2 separate regions of the Mus musculus genome follow, and region 1 is linked to region 2. The links are chromatin contacts, called in public Hi-C maps. All regions are on one chromosome and are shown on one strand. The core of a region is the stretch at or near the end of the contact, and the rest is flanking DNA. Distances in the headings are between cores, read along the strand shown.

Region 1 (3,282 bases), core at 537-3,036, 300 kb before region 2:
TGGCTTTTCCTGGGAACTCTTCTTTCTATAATAAAATAACCAGTAAACAAAATTATACTTAGTATACAGCTAATGCTATGAAGAAATCTCAAATAGTTCTGAATATATTGGAGTAGTGTACTATAATGCCAACTACAACAGTGATTAGACATCTGTTATGAGTTATGAATGCATATTGATTTGAATATGAAGAATATAATATTCTTTTATAATTTTTAAATTAGTATGTGTGCTGTTTGATGAAAAGAACCCTACAGGCTCAAATGTTTGAATGCTTTGTCCCCAGTTAGTGGAACTTTCTGGAAAGGATTAGGAAGTGCAGCCTTGTTGAAGGAGGTTTGTCACTGAAATTTCAATAGTGTGTGGCTAGGCCCAGCCCACTCCTTCTTCTCTATCTGCCTGAAACATTCTCATCAGGTGTGCTTTCAGTCATCACTCCAGTGACATGCCCCTGCCTGCCTGGATCCCCACCATCATGATTATGGATTAACTCTATGAAACTGTAATCACTCCCCCAGTTAAATACTCTCTCTTAAAAGTTTCCTTAGTCATGGTATTTTATCACAACAATATAACAGTAACTAAGACAATATGCAAAGTAATGGCTTTCCTTAAGGAATTTTGACCATCCTCTTGCTTATTCACCTCTTTCCCTTATTGTTCTCTTTGACTGTTCTTGTCTCAACTTCCTGGTTCACTTCTTTTCTACATTCATCCTTTGATTTCATGTCATATGCATTCAATTACCTGTTCTTTTCTCCAACTTTGTTACCATCTCTTCCTTCCTACTTTCTTGGCTTATACACACACACACACACACACACACACACACACACACACACACACTTGAAATATGTCCTATTTGTTTTCTGAGTCTGGCTACTCAGTCTAACATAATGATCTCCAGTTATATCAGTTTTCCTGGAAAATGTAATAATTTAATTTTTCTTTGTTGTTGGGTAAAATTTTGGTGTGTATTCTTAGCATAGTTTCTTTAAATATTGATCTATGTATGGATAGACATCTAGGCAGGTTCTGTTTCTAAGCTACTGTGAGTACTATACATGTTGGCATGGATATTTGAGTATCTTGTGATACGGTGACTTAAAGTCCCCTAGGTATATACCCAGGAGTGGTATAACTGGGTCATGGTAGTTCTATATTTTTTCTCCCATAACACTTTTACTGATTTTCTGGGAATTTTACATCATGCTCCTTGAGATCACAATCTCTTCCAATTCCTTCTACATTTTCCTCCACCTTTACCCCCCAAAGAAATAATAAAAGTAATAAGAAAATAAGCAGAAATCAATCCATCAAACAAACAAAATAACCAAGTCTACTTTGTTTTATCTGTATATTCACTGGAGCATGGTCAAATTCTCTCAGTTGCCTGCCCCCTTAAACAAAACTAAGTCCTTCCCCTCCCATACCTTTGTTAGCTAGAAGCTATCAATTGTAGAGAGCTACTCTTCAGCATCTTCTTCATATCAGTGGCTTCCTGTCTAGGCTGTTACTTTTGGAGGGATTGAGGGAGTGGAGTGTGGGGATTAGGGGATGTTACAAAAGGCTTCCATGTCCCTTCCTCTCAACTGTGAGCCTACAGTCCTAAATATCACAGCAAAGGTAGCCACTTTGATCATAGTTAGCAAGATCACTGATCATGGGCCTCCACATGGTTTCTGGTGATAGAACAGACCACAAACATGGCCTCCTGAGGCAGTATGACCACAGGCTGAGATAAGGGCTTTGGAAACTGTCCAAACCACAGACATCAGCAGGACCTCAGGCGGTAGCTTGAGTTTAGGTGCAGGACAGACCACAAACATCCTCATGGCCTTCAGTGGTAACACAAGCCACAGACATCAATACAATTCCTGGCTGCATTAGGATCATGGACAAAGACATGACCCTTGATGACAACACAGACCAGGACATCGCCATGATGTCCATGGTGGCAATGCAGGACACTCCATTAGTATGGCTCCAGATGGCAGCATGGCCCATGGGCCCTCCCGTAGTTTCTGGTGACCATGGATATCCTTGTGGTCTTCAGTGGTGACCTAGATCACTACTATCAACACAGGCCCTGGCTGCAGTAGGACCATGAACCCAGATATCACCATGACTTCAGATGGCAGCTAAGGTCACTCAGTTAATATGGTTCCCAGTGCCAGCACTGCCCACAGATATCAATGGAGCATCAAGCTGGCAGCACAGACCACATACATCTGCATGGCCCTTGGTGGTAACATGTGTCATTCTTGTCCCCAAAAGGCATGGCTGGGCAGGGTGCCTGCAATCAGAGACCCAGCTGGTGCACCTGGCGGCTGGCTCTTCTGCCTCACAGGTACCTGCTCCCTCCTGCGGCTATTTTTAGGCTTTAAAAAATATTTGCTTTTACTATTTTAAACTGTGTGCATCAGTGTTGTGTGTGCATGTAAGTGCCATGTAGTCTAGACCAAGTGCTAGATTCCTTGGAGCTGGACTTACAAGCAGTTGTAAGCTACCTAACATGGGTGCTAGGAGCTGGACATGGGTCCTTTGAAGAGCAGTATGTGCTCTTAACTGCTGAGTTGTCCATTTGGACTCTATTTTTAGTTTTGTGAGAAACTCTCACACCAATTTCACATCCTCATCAAGAGCATATCTGGGTTCCTCTTCCTCTGAGTCCTTGTATAGCATCTATAGTCAGTTTTCTTTCTTTCTTGGTTTTGTTTTCTTTTGAGGTAATGTAGCCTTGGTTGGCTTAGAACTTGCTATGTAGGCCAGGCTGGCCTTGGGGAAAAAAAAAGACTCTTTTAAATCTTTAATGTTATTAATTCACTCTTGTTCTTTTGGCTAGCTTGGTAGAAATGTGCCAATCTTGATTATCTTCTTAGGAAATCAACTATTTTAATATTTTAGATTAATTCCACTTATTATTTGTCTCCATTCTTTTGATCCCCATTTACTTAATTTATGCTGTGTTAGAATTTCTTATTGTCTATTACTTTGGGGGTTTTGCTTGTTTTTATGTCTCAACATTTTGGGGTGCATCATTTCATTATTTGTTGGATCACTCTCTAGTTGTTTTAGTTAAGTGATCTTTGCTATATCCTTGTCTCTTATAATTTCCTTCTCTATATCACAAAGATTCTGATTAGCTGTGTGTTCCTTTTCATTGGATTTTAGGAATTTTAAAATTTATTCCTTATTTTTCCAAATGACATATTGTTCACTCAAAGGAGTATTCAGTTTTCCAAGTATTTGTGTGGTTTATATACTTTCTTTTGCTGTTGA
Region 2 (3,251 bases), core at 414-2,913:
ACTTGCTCCCAAACTTGGTGAAGAAACACTCATGGATGGCACTGCTGTCTGCATGTGTTCACTGTCTCATGTGTGTCCTGTCACTCTTTGGTATACATTTCCCACCTCAAGTCCCTTTGAACCAAAAGCAGAATTTATCTTGCAGTTTACAGAGTTATCAGTCCTTAGCTTCCAGCGTGGGGTGTGTGTGTGTGTGTATGTGTGTGAGAGAGATGGGACATGTACCTAAGGTTTCATTTTGTAATTCCTTATCTTATAATTTTAAAAAAAGTTAAAAAGATAATGTTTTTTTTTCCCAACTCAGCGAGAACTAATATAATACTCAATGATGAATTCTTGTATGGGAGAAATTTAGCCCATTTTTAATTAACTCCATTGTAGTTAGAAATAGATCTAGGAAACCCAAATGAATCTTTCTCAGAAGTATCTCTAAAAAATTAAATGATATATAAATTAAATAAAGAGAATACTTTGTTCCAAAATACCATAGAAATCTATTTGACCACTTTTATTTTTTGCCAACTATAATCCTTAACAATTTTTTCTGAATATAAAAAAATTCAAATCAAAGCCTTTACAATAGTTGTAAGGTTTTCATCTGCTCACTTCCAGACTGGTCTTAGTATTCTGAATATAGAACAGAGTCTGTACACAAAGGGTACCAAGTCTTGTAGGACATAAAAGGGAAGTTTGCCACTCTATATCCTCAACTCAGTTGGTAAAATCCCATTTACAGATATTGCAGCCTTCACCCCTGTGTTCTAGCATCTTTGGTATAAGAAGATGTTATGGCCACCCAACAAAGATGACAACTCAGACACAGTATATAGCCAGTTGATAGTCTTTACTCTAACCAGCTGGGACAATAGTCAGTGTTGATAGGTACAGATGTAGGTGTGGCCCAGGGTGTCCAAACATGGAGAGAATTTTTAAAAACAAGCAGTTTGAAGCAAGCAAGTTTAGCAGAAGCTAAGATAAGCAGTTAGCTAGCCTGAAGGGGCACTCTGCACAGACAGACAACTAAGATAAGCAGTGAGCTGGAGGAGGTTCCACACAGACTAGCAGCTTTAACAAAGGCCAAGATAAGTTAGCTAGAATTTCTTGATCTTTGTTTCCTAGAATGAAATTGGGTAGTTTTCCAAGGGATTCTCCATCAAAAAGATCAGATTCTAGCAGATTCTAGTTAAACCTGAATAGGGTCAGTAAGAATACAAGATGGAGGAACCTCTGCAACTAAATTGCCTAGTCACAAAGATACTCTGCATGCCATTAAAAAAAAAAAGGAGTGGGAATAAGAATACATATATTAGCATTATTTAATTATTTAGTCTAGAATTATAATTTTCTTTTAATTTTTTGAGAAATTTGGTTATAATTGAGGCTCAGAGTCAAATTATGATCAAAATAGATCTGAGCTGAGGTGTATCTTAAGTGGGAGAATGCTTATCTACCATGTACAATGACCTATCCACCACTCAAAGGGGGGCGCAGTAATAGATAAATAGACAGGGATTTTAGATAGGGGAGAGAGAGGGAGAAATGAGGAGATAGAGAGGAAGCCAGCTAGCTAGCTAGCTAGCCATCCAGCCACACACACACACACACACACACACACACACACACACACACACGTACTCACAAAGGAGGCGGGTAGAGAGTGGCAGATCGACAGCACCAGAGCAAGCTATATAAATTACCTCCATTCCATTGATCAGCCTTTCCTCAAGCAAGACAAGCTACCTTCTACTTCAGTTCCTATACTGAGTCTATCTTGCTGCAATTAAACAACTACAACCCAAGTGACTTCATGTTTAACTATTTAGCTGTCAGCTTTCCTTGCTCTCACTGGATCTGCTCTGTTGTTTGCAGTGACCAGGTCTTTCCAGAACTGACTTTTTTCCTTTCCCTTGTCAGAGGATTTCTTTATAGCTGACCTTGGTCAGCAGGTGGCATGGTCCTGAGTGAGAGGACAAATTAAAGAAGAAGAAAGGAAATCTGGGGTCAGAAGTTCTTGCACAAGCTAATAACTTATGCCAAGCAAGTTCATTAAGAAGTACAATATCTTATATACTATCTGTGGGATAGTCAGCGGAAGGGTGTCATAAAATGGAACAAAGTCAGCAAGAACCTAATCTATCAATGAAGGAGAACATAGGTTATCTCAAGGGCATCAGAGACTGAGTACACAGTGGCCTTGGGAACTCCAAACATGGCAAGGGATGGCTTCTCAGGATTTGAAGCCTCAGCTTTCCCACAGCTCTGGCTCCACTTCATTGCTGGTTATGTCAAGCATGTTTTTGGTTTAGAGAAGGAACTATGTTTCTTCTCCATATATCAGGACCTCAGGAAAAGCCTGAGTTAATCTAGTCCTCAACAGTTCCCTCCTCCTTTTGACTATTTTGAGGACAGATGAGTTACTTGTGTCTGAGTGTTGATGAGGTTCCTACACTCTCTGAGCCAACAAATGCTTCCCAGCATTGCTGAAACAATCACCATGCAACAATTTCAATGATAATATTGAATCAAGGTTGGAGGGTGTTGAAGGGGGTTGAAGAGATGTTGTAGAAGCAGCTGTGGATGCCATACCAATGACCACCACAATATTGCTAATTAAAATCTGACCTAAAAATCTTTGCTCCCTAATAAGAGCCTGATGTAATTCAAGGAGAACCTGCTGTCCAAAATCACTAAGTTGTTCATCTTACAATACATGGGACCTGTAACAAAGGAAGACTACCAAAGCAATAGAAGGCTCTTAGCAGCAGAGGAGAAGGCACACAACTAAATAGAATATAATTGGTGCAGATAACTTGAAGTATTCCCCGTTTTGTTAAATAGAGGGACTCTCCATCAGTAACAAATATGGAGGATTAACACAAGCAGTGAGTCCCAATAGAAAAATATGTCCATGTTCATCTTTTCCAAAAATCCTATAAATGACCACATTGCCCAAGGCTACAGCCCATAACCAGTTTGGTTGAATAATTCCTTCTGGAGATAATATCACAGGCCAATGAATGGACTCTAGAAAATTTTCTTTATGTAGACCAGGTGGATGCCTCTGGGACAGGATAACTAATACCTCAAGTTGTCCACTCAGAGGGACAGAGTTCTTTAAAAATCAGGAACATGCCACCCAAAGGGGAATTCCATTTTGAAACCAGGACACAGAGTTTTATAGCATGATGGAAAGCATCCATCCACACAGGGTACCTGTGATGATGAGAAGCTGGAAAACTTAAATGATGAAT

Evidence for each region. A called contact is a pair of places that touch in the nucleus more often than the background predicts.
Region 1: a contact with region 2 is called in a Hi-C map of the G1E-ER4 cell line, with 2.4 times the contacts expected there. The contact joins two enhancer-like sites. A contact is called at or near these places in 1 of 15 datasets of contacts at CTCF or cohesin (the G1E-ER4 cell line) and 3 of 484 Hi-C or Micro-C datasets (all in the G1E-ER4 cell line).

What each region holds. Positions count from the first base shown.
Region 1 is chr6:66,346,020-66,349,301 of GRCm38.p6, reverse strand. No RefSeq gene overlaps it. Among named protein-coding and RNA genes, the nearest start is that of Gm38824, 32 kb to the right of the region's middle. Within about 2 kb of position 1,786, at least 12 of the 459 cell types and tissues checked have an H3K27ac peak or open chromatin away from gene starts, as enhancers often do. A contact at or near this core is called in the G1E-ER4 cell line, where this site is marked.
Region 2 is chr6:66,050,288-66,053,538 of GRCm38.p6, reverse strand. No RefSeq gene overlaps it. Among named protein-coding and RNA genes, the nearest start is that of Gm23625, 62 kb to the right of the region's middle. Within about 2 kb of position 1,663, at least 12 of the 459 cell types and tissues checked have an H3K27ac peak or open chromatin away from gene starts, as enhancers often do. A contact at or near this core is called in the G1E-ER4 cell line, where this site is marked.